Regions from separate parts of the Rattus norvegicus genome. Here region 1 is linked to region 2. The links are chromatin contacts, called in public Hi-C maps. All regions are on one chromosome and are shown on one strand. Each heading gives the region's core, a stretch centred on a gene start, on an enhancer-like site or on the middle of the called end of the contact. The rest is flanking DNA. Distances are from core to core; before and after follow the strand shown.

Region 1 (5,533 bases), core at 2,274-4,773, 72 kb before region 2:
CACATATCTTGGAGGGACATGTCTTCTTCAGATGCTTGAATTCTGGCGTAGGTTTCTCATGTGGCTGTAGGGGTTGGGAATGGCAAGGAAACCAGGCCCTTCACAGTTATTATATTTATTGTATGCACCATTACTTTCTATCCCATAATGCTCCATCATAGGCATTTTCTTGTGTGTAGACATAAGAACTTGGCAATTACCTCTGTTAGGTAGTTTGGCCAAAATAAAAATAAAATGACTATGTGTCACACTATTGTTTGACCTGGTTGGCCATGTGGTAGAAGCCTCATATGGATTTTTTTTGAGACCATCATCCTACCCTCCCAACAGCCACTTCTCAATGTTAAAATAGTATAAAATGGACATTGGTAGCATTTGCAAACCACTGAACCATGCAAGAAACTCCCAGGCATTTAATCTCAGTGCTTTTGGACACCTATTCTCCCCATGCCCCACAGTCTGTTACCTTGATTGCACACTGGATCTCTCTCTGTAAAGGGCTCATCATCAAGGACACAATTGAAGGACAAGAGAGGAGAAACCCTCAGCACTCAGGGAATGAGGAAAAGTAATCCCTGATATTTAGGTCCTAGACTGCAGAAGAGATGGACTCAGATGTGGTCACAAGTTCCAGACCAGCACAGCAGCAGAGGGAGATGCATTCAGCACCAGGCTCTTTAGACACCCGAGTTGGATCCAGGATGGATGGAGGGATAGAGCTGGAGCTAGTCAGTGCTCATTGTATGGAAATGGTGTCCCAGTCTCAGGATGATGCCTAACAGACACATTGGGAAGTCTGTTAGGACATTTGATTGTTTCAATAGATGAGTCCTCTTCTCTCATCTCATGGCCATCAGGGAAGGGTACCTGATGTTCACTTGGGGGTCCTGAGTGTGGCCCACTAGGCTCTAATTCTCTGATGACCTCATGACCACTGCTCAATGTGGTGTTTTCAGGACCCTTAAGACTCAAGCAAGTCTCAGCTGACTGTACAGCTGTCCCTGTCCATGTGCTTCCACTGGCTGTGGATTCTCCAGATCCACAGGTCTAGAGGATTCTCCATGAGCAGCAGGTGCCCCAACTTGAATGCACCTTGACCCCCTCTCCTTTTCCATGGAGACCGCAAGCCAGCTCATCTATCTCCACTCCAGCTGTGTTCTCCTAGACTGTCCTCGCTACTCCTTACCTCTCACAACCCAGTTCTCAGCATTGTAACCTCATAGAGTACATTTTCCATGTGAGAAACTTTGTCTAACCACTGCAACTCTCCCAGTGGCTCCAAATTTTTCCAGAATCCTCAAGGAGCCAGGCTCTTGGCCATCCTGTGCCCCTTCCTACCACTCCTGCTCTACCATTATTCTACTCTGTTGTCCCAGAAATCCACTTCCTTTCAGATTCTCAGAAATGGCTTCATTTTTTTTTTTTTTTGGAGCTGGGGACTGAACCCAGGGCCTTGCGCTTGCTAGGCAAGCGCTCTACCACTGAGCTAAATCCCCAACCCCCAACTTTTTTTTGCCCTCCCCAAAAATATTCTCTGTGGTTATCTGAGCACCTTCTCATCCTCCTCACATCCACCACAGCAGAGATGTCACCTGATCCACAGACTATTTTGTTGTTCTCTGGGAAGTATCAGAGCTGTTTTCTCATCCTCCTGTCCACCACAGTGACGCCTCTTGAACAGAGTCACAACTTGGGGGAGACTGTTCCTCTGGCATCAGGAAATTTGGAAGAGCACCCCAACACCCATAATGTGGTCACAAGGACATGACTAAGCTGTTGTGGGCCTCAGTTTCCTCATCCATAAAGGGACTGTTAATAGCGTGTATATCAGAGGGCCATCACAGGAGTCACAGAGTATGAGTGACAATCTCTTTGTCCCTGTTGTCACTAGAAGCAACCCCTTCCAACAGGAGCTAAGGGAATACTGCCTGGGCACTTTATGTACAGGTGTATGTTTATTGACCCTTTGGTCCTACCTCTTCATTTTGTGTGAGGTTGGCCAGCTGCGAACTTAGAGAGGCTACCACTTTGCCCTGAGTAGGAGGAGTGCGAGGGAGAGTGCAGCTGTCTGACCCACAGGCCCATTGCTGCTGCAGGAGTTAGGGCTCCAACACTGTGCCAGATGTGGTCAGGGTCAAGGGACCCTCCAAGGGGCACTGAGTGGCATCGCCTGAGGAGGGGAAAGCATAAGCTAAGAGTGTGGCAACAGTTTCTCAGATGCTAGAATGGCATTCAGTGCAGCAGGTTCCCCTCTCAGTCCTGGGCCTGAATCTCATGGGTTGGCCCAGAGGCTGGTCTGGTTCCATCAAGACTGTGGAGACTGAAAGCAGATGTGCTCAAAGCATTTATTGGGACTGGATGTACTTGCCAATAACTAGGTTTGGGGTATGAACACAGAAAGAGGAGTCACTAGGGAAGAATAAAGATAGATTCCAGGTTCAGAAACATGGGTAGATGCTCCCAAGGGGCCTAAGAGCCTGACACTGACAGTCTAAAGGCTCCTGTGCACATGGGGGCCATAGAGATAGTCGATGTCACTGTCTAAGACAACTTTGAAACAGCCAATCAGAGCATGAATGTCAGGACATATACAGAGATCCACATGCAGGCTCAGTCCCAGGGTCCTGGGCAGAACTGTCAGATCTTGGGGAGCTTTGGGCTTACTTGGGGTTAGTGATTTTGGCAACAAAGAGGATAGACTGACTATCCATGTCAGTGATAACCACCATGAATGGCCGGTTGAAATTCAGAGTTCGAGGTTGTCTACGTATGACTGTAGCGACCCCTGTAGCAGCAGTTGCTTCTGTGCCTGTCTCATCCACATCCAGCACAGCCTTGTGGACCACCTGCGGGGAGAGAAACACATCACTCAGTGGACATCAGAGAGGGCAGGAGAGGGGTCTGGAGCAAGCAGTGAGTGCTGGTCTCTTTCTTCCTTCCCTGAGCTCTAATGATGGATTTCCAAGTCTCTGCTCAGGGTATGAGATGAGGCGTGCCCTGGTCTGCTCAGTGTCTGAATCTGTGCTGCCCTCAAACCCACTACAAACTGAAGGATGGCAGTAGGCAGTGGCAGGAGATTCCTCACAGGCAGCCTCTCAACTTTTTCAGAGGGAACAGCCAGGGTGCTGGCAGCCAGTGCAGGATTCCTTGGGACATACACCAGCAATGCAGAGGGCCTGACTGTACATTCCCAGACTTCCATGTCCTGCTGGGACAGACCTGAGCCCAGGGCTCTGGGTGGGCACTGGATGGAACATTGGACACTGACAGGCTGTGCAGCTAGGGATGTAGTATGAGCGTCTAAGGCATCTCTCTCCTATTCTTGGGGTTTTCATCAGAACTGCCATAGATCCTGGTTATTACTTTTACTGTTAATATTCTGTGTGCTGGTCAAGGAGTACTATCCCAGCACCACATTAAAGGAGCTGAGGCTGGGAGTGATTTGGCCAGAATTATATTGTGGGTGGCACCTTCAGTGTATGGTCCTGCAGTGTGTTGTGGGAGGCCCTGTAGTGTATTTTGTGCAGCCCTGCAGTGTATTGTGGGTAGATCTGCAGTGCATTGTGGGTGACCCTACAGTGTATTGTGTGCAGCCCTGCAGTGCAGCACAGGTTGGCATCCATGGTTCTATAAAGCAACTACAGTCTCTTCTCCACAATGGTCTCCTAGGTGAGCTTAGGTACAGGGAGTAGGGGATGGACATTTGTTAGGGAACATCAGAAATGTCGGTGTTCTCACACATGAACCATCCCCACATGCCCGTATGACCTTCAACATCCACATTGAGGACCCAACGTGAAGCACCCTGTGTTTCTTGTCTTACTTGAGAGACATACAGATCCTTGGTCCCTGTGATCCTACTCAGATCAGCTTGCTGGGAGAAGACTTTCTTAATGCCCAGCTCTGGAAGGACCTCTTTTAGACTGTAGTCTGTGGAGATGGAGAACTTGGGCATGCGGAGATCATTTATAATCCTGAGAATAAAAAATAGCAATGTAAGCGTCCCTGGACTCCATGTCTCCATCAATTCATCTTGCCCCTGGGGCTTCTCTCCATAAACAGCTCTGTCCCTGGAGAGAAGTCCTCTTTCCACCCATGCCTAGACCACATGACTTTGCTCTTCCTGATGCATTAATTATTCATCAGTGACTGAGAGTGTGACTAGTAGACAGTAACCTGACTTGGTCCTACTTGTTCCTTTACTGGGAATGATTTCCCCCTTGATCCACAAATGGAATCCTCCCTTCGTGCAGCAACATCTTCTATTACCCTTCTATTTAAAAGTGCACACTGCATCAGACTCTAGATTTCCTAATCCTTGGACACTCCCCTTCTTAACTTCACCCTTTCTCATGTTTTAACCTACTAAATGATGATTAATTTAATTTTCATGCCTACATTCTTTCTTTCTCTATTACAAGAGGAGGCTTAAGGGTACATTTGTTCTTTAGTCTCTGATATACTTTCAGAGTATAACAGACAGTAGGTCTTCAAGTCTTATTCCTTGTATGGGGAATGATGCATGTTGAGAGGATAAAGTGGCTCCACAGGGCAGAGCTGATTCTCAGAGTTCATCTCCTATCAATCACAATTCCCTTGGCCTTCCAACTCATTCTAGATTCCCTGTAACTTAGAGCCTGCTAGAGGGAGGGACTCTGAGATCCTTGTTCTAGTTGATCTCATCCTGTGAATAACAAAATCGACAGCAACTCAGGGCCCAAAACACATAGTCAGCAGAGGGAAATTCAACTCAAGTCTACCTGTCCCCTGGGGACTCTCCACCATTACATAGGATACTACTGTGACAATGAGGTACAGAGTCACTGGCCATCAGGCAACACCAGTACAGGTATCAATGACAGTTCTGGGTCCTCAGGACATGCACCTAGGGATCAAAGAGTCCTTCCACTTCTTCAGGGTCTCTGGTTGCAAGCTGGATTCCACCTGCTGCATCTTGCCTTGGTCAGGGAGGATAAACAGGGCGCTGGCATTTCCTGTGTACTTCAGCTCCAACACAGAGCAGGAGAGTTCCTCATCCCGGACATAGGGTGTGGTTACTTCCTTAATTTTCATCATGGGCACCTTCACAGACCTCTTCTCATCCAAGTAGAACTCAGACTCAAATGTGTCATTAGGGTTAAAGGGGACCTTCCATTTGCCTAAAATGAGGCAAATGATCATGTTGTAGCCACAGGACAAATATTCCACCTCCTCCCCATCTAGGCTCAGCTTTTGAGCTGTTACCACCATCCATCCATCTTCAGTCACTCAGACTGTCCTTTATTGTGACATGTGCAGAACCGGATAAAGCTTGTAGTTGATCAGGCTGCTAGCTATGAGAAATGTCTCCAGGCATGGTTTGGACAGGGGATTCTCAAAACCTCAGCCTGGCTACCTGGACTAATGACACAGTCAGGGATGTGGGGTGGAGTGTGCAAGAGAGAGACAGTGAAGATGGTGAGCCTGTGGAGAATTGAGGGCCCTGTCTTCCTCAGGAGAACCATGTCTAGGAGACAATGGCTTTTAGGTTAGG
Region 2 (5,702 bases), core at 3,081-5,580:
TGTGGCTATGAGACATTCATAACATTTTGAAAAGAAATTACTTTTCTCGTAGCAGCTGTTGGCAGACCGATGAGATCATCATTGACTGTACTGCCTGGCTGCTGACACATCTCCCAGGAATCACCTGTTATAAGTGGGCTCTGAGAGCATCAGCAAAAGTTTCCAGTGGCCACAGCCATCATCCTGATAATAACTCTCTGCAATCCTCCTATAACCAGGCTCTTCAGTAGTGGCTGCCCTGTCGTCCCGCTGTCCTACCACCCTGCTGTCCTGCCCTTCTGCCGTCCTGCAATCCTGCCTTTCCAGATCTGCTGAAAATGAAACTTCCAGTCCTCCTCCATAGCTCTCCCATGGCAAGGGGCCAACATCTTTTTACTCGATGTTACAGAATACTAGAGAGATGTTTTCTCTATACAAAACCTGAACATACCCCAATGAAAATTTTCCCTCAGTGTATTTATCCAGGGACTTAAATCATTCCAATTTGATATTTGCTGGGCCCTGAGTTACACAGGAGAGAATTCAGTGGCAAGCCAACAAGTAGCTGTCTCCACTGTGCTTCTTCATTAGCTCAGTGAGAAAGAGATTATAGAATATAATGGGTCAATGAGTATACTCTAGTGGCTGCAGGACTTCTTTTCAAATGGGGTAAAATAAAAGTTGGAATGGGTACATTCTCACTATCACCACCACCAGGTCATATAAGAAAAAAAAACCAAGGACAAATTAAATACTATGTTACAACCAAGAGAAGTTTGGCAGAATTCCTGGAAGTATGACTAAGTATGTAATGCATCTGAATTGTATGATACAATAGCATGAAGGATGCAATAGGACAAATACTTCATCTTCACGACAAGCCTTTATAGATATATTCAAATCTGATATATATTTAAATTTTATTTAATTTTATATTTCAATCCTATAAATACATTTGCAAGCATTTACGCGCATAGAATTCAGTATAGAGGAGACGATATGGATGCCTGCTGTGGGTAATTCTAAACAGGGAAGGACAATGTGAGATTCACAGACCATCAATTCAAAGTGCCAGCTCATCACTATCACATTTATCCATTTTGTGTTATAAACCATCCTACATTTGAGAATATTAGTTATTTTGTTAGTAACTTGAAATAAGAAAAAATTATACATGAACAACTATATGGTTTTACTCAAGTGACAGTAAATCAAATAAAATGTTTATATATATGAAAAGAAAGAAAGTGTTGTATGGCAACTGCTAGGAAAAATGCTACCAGGAAGTTGCAGGGTACAATTCTTCCTGCCATGACTGCTGCCCATCTATTTAAGGAGAGGCACAGCGGGGAGCTGAGCAGCTCTTCACTGGACATTACTGCACAAGGCAGGTTTGGCTCAAAGGTTCTGAAATTTAGGCACCTTGGAGAATGCAATGTTTGTAACCAGAGCCCTTCCCAACAAGACACATGTAAGTAGGAGAACAAAAGTGCTTGGAAGAACACTAGACTTGAGATGGTCTATCATCAGCATGGACATACAGAAGCTACAACACCATCAGATCCATCCTTTTGTTTACACCTCCCACAATTAAGACCCAAAGCCAGCAGATCCTATCCTTTACATACATATCAGATCTCAATGCAGAGTAGCAATTAATGAATGAATGCAGGAATATATTAATAAAAGTGGGCATCTGAATATTACTATAATGAGAATGAAGCCTCAGTATTATCAGCAAGCAAGGACATGTGCCAAGGCAGATGGTCATGAACAGAAAAAAACAGACAGGTCCAATTCATGGACGAGGCTCTGATGACAAGAGGCTTCCTGGCAAGCTCAGCTTCTGGATGAACTCTGGGCCCCTCCTATACAGATTTGAGCTAGAGTCCATAAAGTTCCAGACTGCCAAAGGTCACATGGAACTATGACATGAGAAAATATGTTGGCATGACAACAAGTTCTGGCAATAAGTAACCCCAACACAGAGAAAGCACTACTAGAGGGGAATTAGTTTATGATAGTGGGAGATAGAGATAGGTTGGGGAAGTGCCTGTGGTCTGATGCAGGGATATGGATAACTAAGATGAGGTCCTCAAAGTTGGGTACATCAGCCAGCTGGGACATCTGTGAGGAGACATAATAGGCCCACGAAATAACTGTCAGGTGGTCTTCTTGACTGGTCTGCTTCAAATTAATCTGTGACAGACTTACTCTTGTAGAAAAGCCAAAGAGAGTTAATTTTAGGAAAGATTCCTGATATTAATATGTCTTTTCTCTTATTATTAAACATATATAATAACTAGGTATTAGCTCACATCTTTTGAGCATATCTCTGCAGATCTATAAAGATGTACTGTCTTGTAATGATGCTTTATAGACAAATAGATGACTTCTTAAGTCTTAATGATCCTATAAGAATTTCTAAAATTATGTCAGTGATTGTTGAGCTCTTTAATAGTGGAACTGCTATTAGGTCCTTTTCTGATAGTCACAGCTGCAATGAGAACTCTGTTGGTCTCCCATGTGTCAATAGCTAATTGCTCTTAGATAGTAACCAGACTTTCTCCTACCAGAGCACATTCTAAGAGGTTGCAAAACAATTAGCCAAAGGTTATAAGAAGGGAACTAACAATTTATTATAGGTGCTAGGACAGAAGATAAAATATTGACTGGGTTTATCTATATAAAACTCCACTAATAACTTAGTTATGGTTTTAAACCTTCTGAGTACCTGTGGAACTGTGACAGGTGATGGATGCTTAGCCAGATAAATACTCACAGTAAATATGCATGTAAACATTCTCTGTTGTAAGCTTCCATTTCAATTTATGATTTGATTTTTGTGTGATTATGGTGAAACTTGAAACGTGATCATGTATTCTGAAAGATGTGTAAGTACTGAGGACAAAGGGATGAGAAAAGAGAGAAGAAATTGTTTTCCCTTTCTCCACTTAGAAGAAATTTTCTCTTGTCCTGCTTAGGATCTTTAAATGTTTCTTCCTTTTCTTAGAAATGGGAAACTTTTTACAACTTACTAATAAGAGCTGTAATCACTTTTCTTTTTTATTAAATCGATATTTTTACTTACATTTCAAATGTTATCCCCTTTCCCAGTTTCTCATCCATCCCCACTCCCCGTTCTTCTATGAGGGTGTTCCTCTCCCCGACCTCTCACCCCTTCTTGCCTCCCCACATTGATAGTTCCCTACATTGGGGGTTGAGCCTTGGCAGGACCAAGGGTTTCTCCTATTGGTACACAGCATGGTCATCCTCTGCTACAGTTGGAGCCATCGTTCTGTCAATGTATATTTTTTGTCTGGTAATTTGGTACCTGGGAGCTCTGGTTGGTTGGTTTTGTTGTTCTTATGGGGTTGCAAACCCCTTCAACTCCTTCAATCCTTTCTCTAACTCGTCCAATGGGGACCCTGTTCTCAGTACGATGGTTGGCTGTGAGAGTCCACATCTGTATTTGTCATGCTTTGGCAGAGCCTCTCAAGAGACAGCTATATAATCACTTTTCAAAGTGTCCCTTTTTCTTCCTGAGACTTCTGACTAGCAGGCTGAAGGTTAGAGCCCCTCAGTTCCTGCTGAGATAGAACAAAGGCAACATTACTTAATTCTCCACTATTAAGCGACAGGTGTCAATCACCTAAGCCAGCAGCTTTTTACTCTCAGAAAGAGCATGAAAGTTTTTAGGATGTTTTAGGGATTATCATCAGCATTTCAGTACAGATAGAGAACTAGAATGACCTGAGAACCCCAGAAATTAAAGCCACACCAGAATCCTACTCTGTGCTCCTGCCACTACTCCCTCTGGGACTGGAGGCTCCCACCCTTGAATTAGAATAAAATGGATATTGAATATGTAGAAAATACTGGGCCATGCAGGAAGTTCCCAGGTATTCAACATAAGTTAACGGCAGTGTTTTCAGTCATACATCTTCTCTCACAACAATCTGTTTCCTTTATCAAACACTGGGTCTCCCCTTAGAGAAGGTCCATCACCAAGGCAACAATTGGTGGACAAGAGAGGAGAAATTCTCAATACTCAGGGAATGAGAAGAAGTAGTCCCTGATATTTAGGTCCTAGACTGCAGAAGAGATGGACTCAGATTTGGCCACAAGTTCCAGAGCACATCAGCAGAAGGAGATGCATCCAGCACCAGGCTCTTTAGACACTTGAGTTGGATTCAGGATGGATGGAGGGATACAGCTGGAACTAGTCAGTACTCATTGAATGGAAATGGTGTCCCAGTCTCATGCTGATGACTAACAGACACATTGGGATGTCTATTGGGACATTTGATTGTTTCAATAGCTGAGTCCTTGTCTCTTATCTCATGGCCATCAGGGTAGGGTGCTTCAGTGAATGAATGATCAATGGATTGGAACTGAATGATCTCAGATGACCCACTGAGCAAATCAAAGGTTGATTTGAGTCACAGTTTCAAAGTCAACAGTTCAGCATCTGGTGGTTCCGATGCTGTCCTGAGTCTATTTCCAATGTCTATGACTACCTGGTCTGCAGTTCCTGCCCCTCTCTTTTCCTCCTCCAGGCCATGAGTTCTGTCCTCCAGGGCCTTTTGCTGGATCTCTGACCCTACGCACATATGGAAGTTTTGGAACCAAAATTCCCACAGCTGTATGGAAACTTCTTGCCCTAGCACTCCTACTCAAGGCAGAGTGGTAGTCCCTCTCTATGTTCCTAGCTGACAACCCTCACAAAAAATGAACACCACTAACCAAAATATGAAGAGGTAGGACCAAAGGATTAATAAACACAGAAAATGCCCAGACAGTGTTCTCTTAGCTCCTGCTTGTAGGGGTTGCCTCTAGTGACAACAGGGACAAAGAGATTGTCACTCACACTCTGTGACTCCTGTGATGACCCTCTGACTTATATGCTGTTATCAGCCTCTTCTATGGAAGGGGAAACTGAGAAACAGGGACACTTATTTATTTCCCCCTGACCACACAACTAAACATGATGCTTGTGGGGGATGCTTCCCCAAATGTCTTGGTCAGCCTTCCTGACTAGCACTCCATATTGTCAAGCCCCAAGGTCACCTCAGTCATTATCACCTTGTTCATTGACTTATTGGCAATGATTGAGATGGCTGTGGAAAGAATCAGACAGTCCCCAGAAAGCATCATACTATCAACTTGGTTATTGAGCTCCACCTCAGCTGAAGTCACATTGGATGAGCACGTATGTGGCACACAAGTATCTTCACATCCTTCCCCATCTGGAATGATCTATCCTCATACTTCTTCACCAAATTTCTTTCTCATTAGATTTCTAAATATGCTCTTGGCCAGCCCTTGAAACCTATTGGTGATATCCATGAATCAGTGAAGAATTGCTAATCTGGCCGTGTATCTTCCCAAGCAAAATACATGACCATGAATACTGCCTGAGTTTCTACCAGAAAAGAAGATGTCCCTGTGCTGCTGTCTTCAGGGTTTGCTCTGAAAGAGTTGCCATGCTCCATCTGTCCATGGCTGGCTGCTGCCTACATAACTTGCAGAAACATCAGAAAAACATGCCTTAATATTCTCTGCCTCAGTTAACAGATCAAAGAGTATACATCATGAGGCTCTAGGCACTGTCAATGGAGTAGAACTCTTAGGCATTTGGGAAACTTCTTTGTGCAATGTTGTAGTGCCTTCAGGACCTGCATGTATCAGATCATGTATATATCATATCCTTTAAATAATGA

What was found. A called contact is a pair of places that touch in the nucleus more often than the background predicts.
Region 1: a Hi-C map of hepatocytes shows a contact between it and region 2, with 2.8 times the contacts expected there. The contact joins two enhancer-like sites. A contact is called at or near these places in 2 of 12 Hi-C or Micro-C datasets (hepatocytes and liver).

Annotation. Positions count from the first base shown.
Region 1 is chr6:129,067,366-129,072,898 of GRCr8, reverse strand. It overlaps Serpina3l (serine (or cysteine) peptidase inhibitor, clade A, member 3L), which reads right to left. Exons shown (of 5, transcript NM_001389215.2): 3 at 4,886-5,159; 4 at 3,824-3,974; 5 at 2,326-2,846. The coding sequence ends at 2,661. Among named protein-coding and RNA genes, the nearest start is that of Serpina3l, 6.9 kb to the right of the region's middle. Within about 2 kb of position 3,523, at least 1 of the 93 cell types and tissues checked has an H3K27ac peak or open chromatin away from gene starts, as enhancers often do. A contact at or near this core is called in hepatocytes, where this site is marked.
Region 2 is chr6:128,995,944-129,001,645 of GRCr8, reverse strand. No RefSeq gene overlaps it. Among named protein-coding and RNA genes, the nearest start is that of Serpina3c, 16 kb to the left of the region's middle. Within about 2 kb of position 4,330, at least 1 of the 93 cell types and tissues checked has an H3K27ac peak or open chromatin away from gene starts, as enhancers often do. A contact at or near this core is called in hepatocytes, where this site is marked.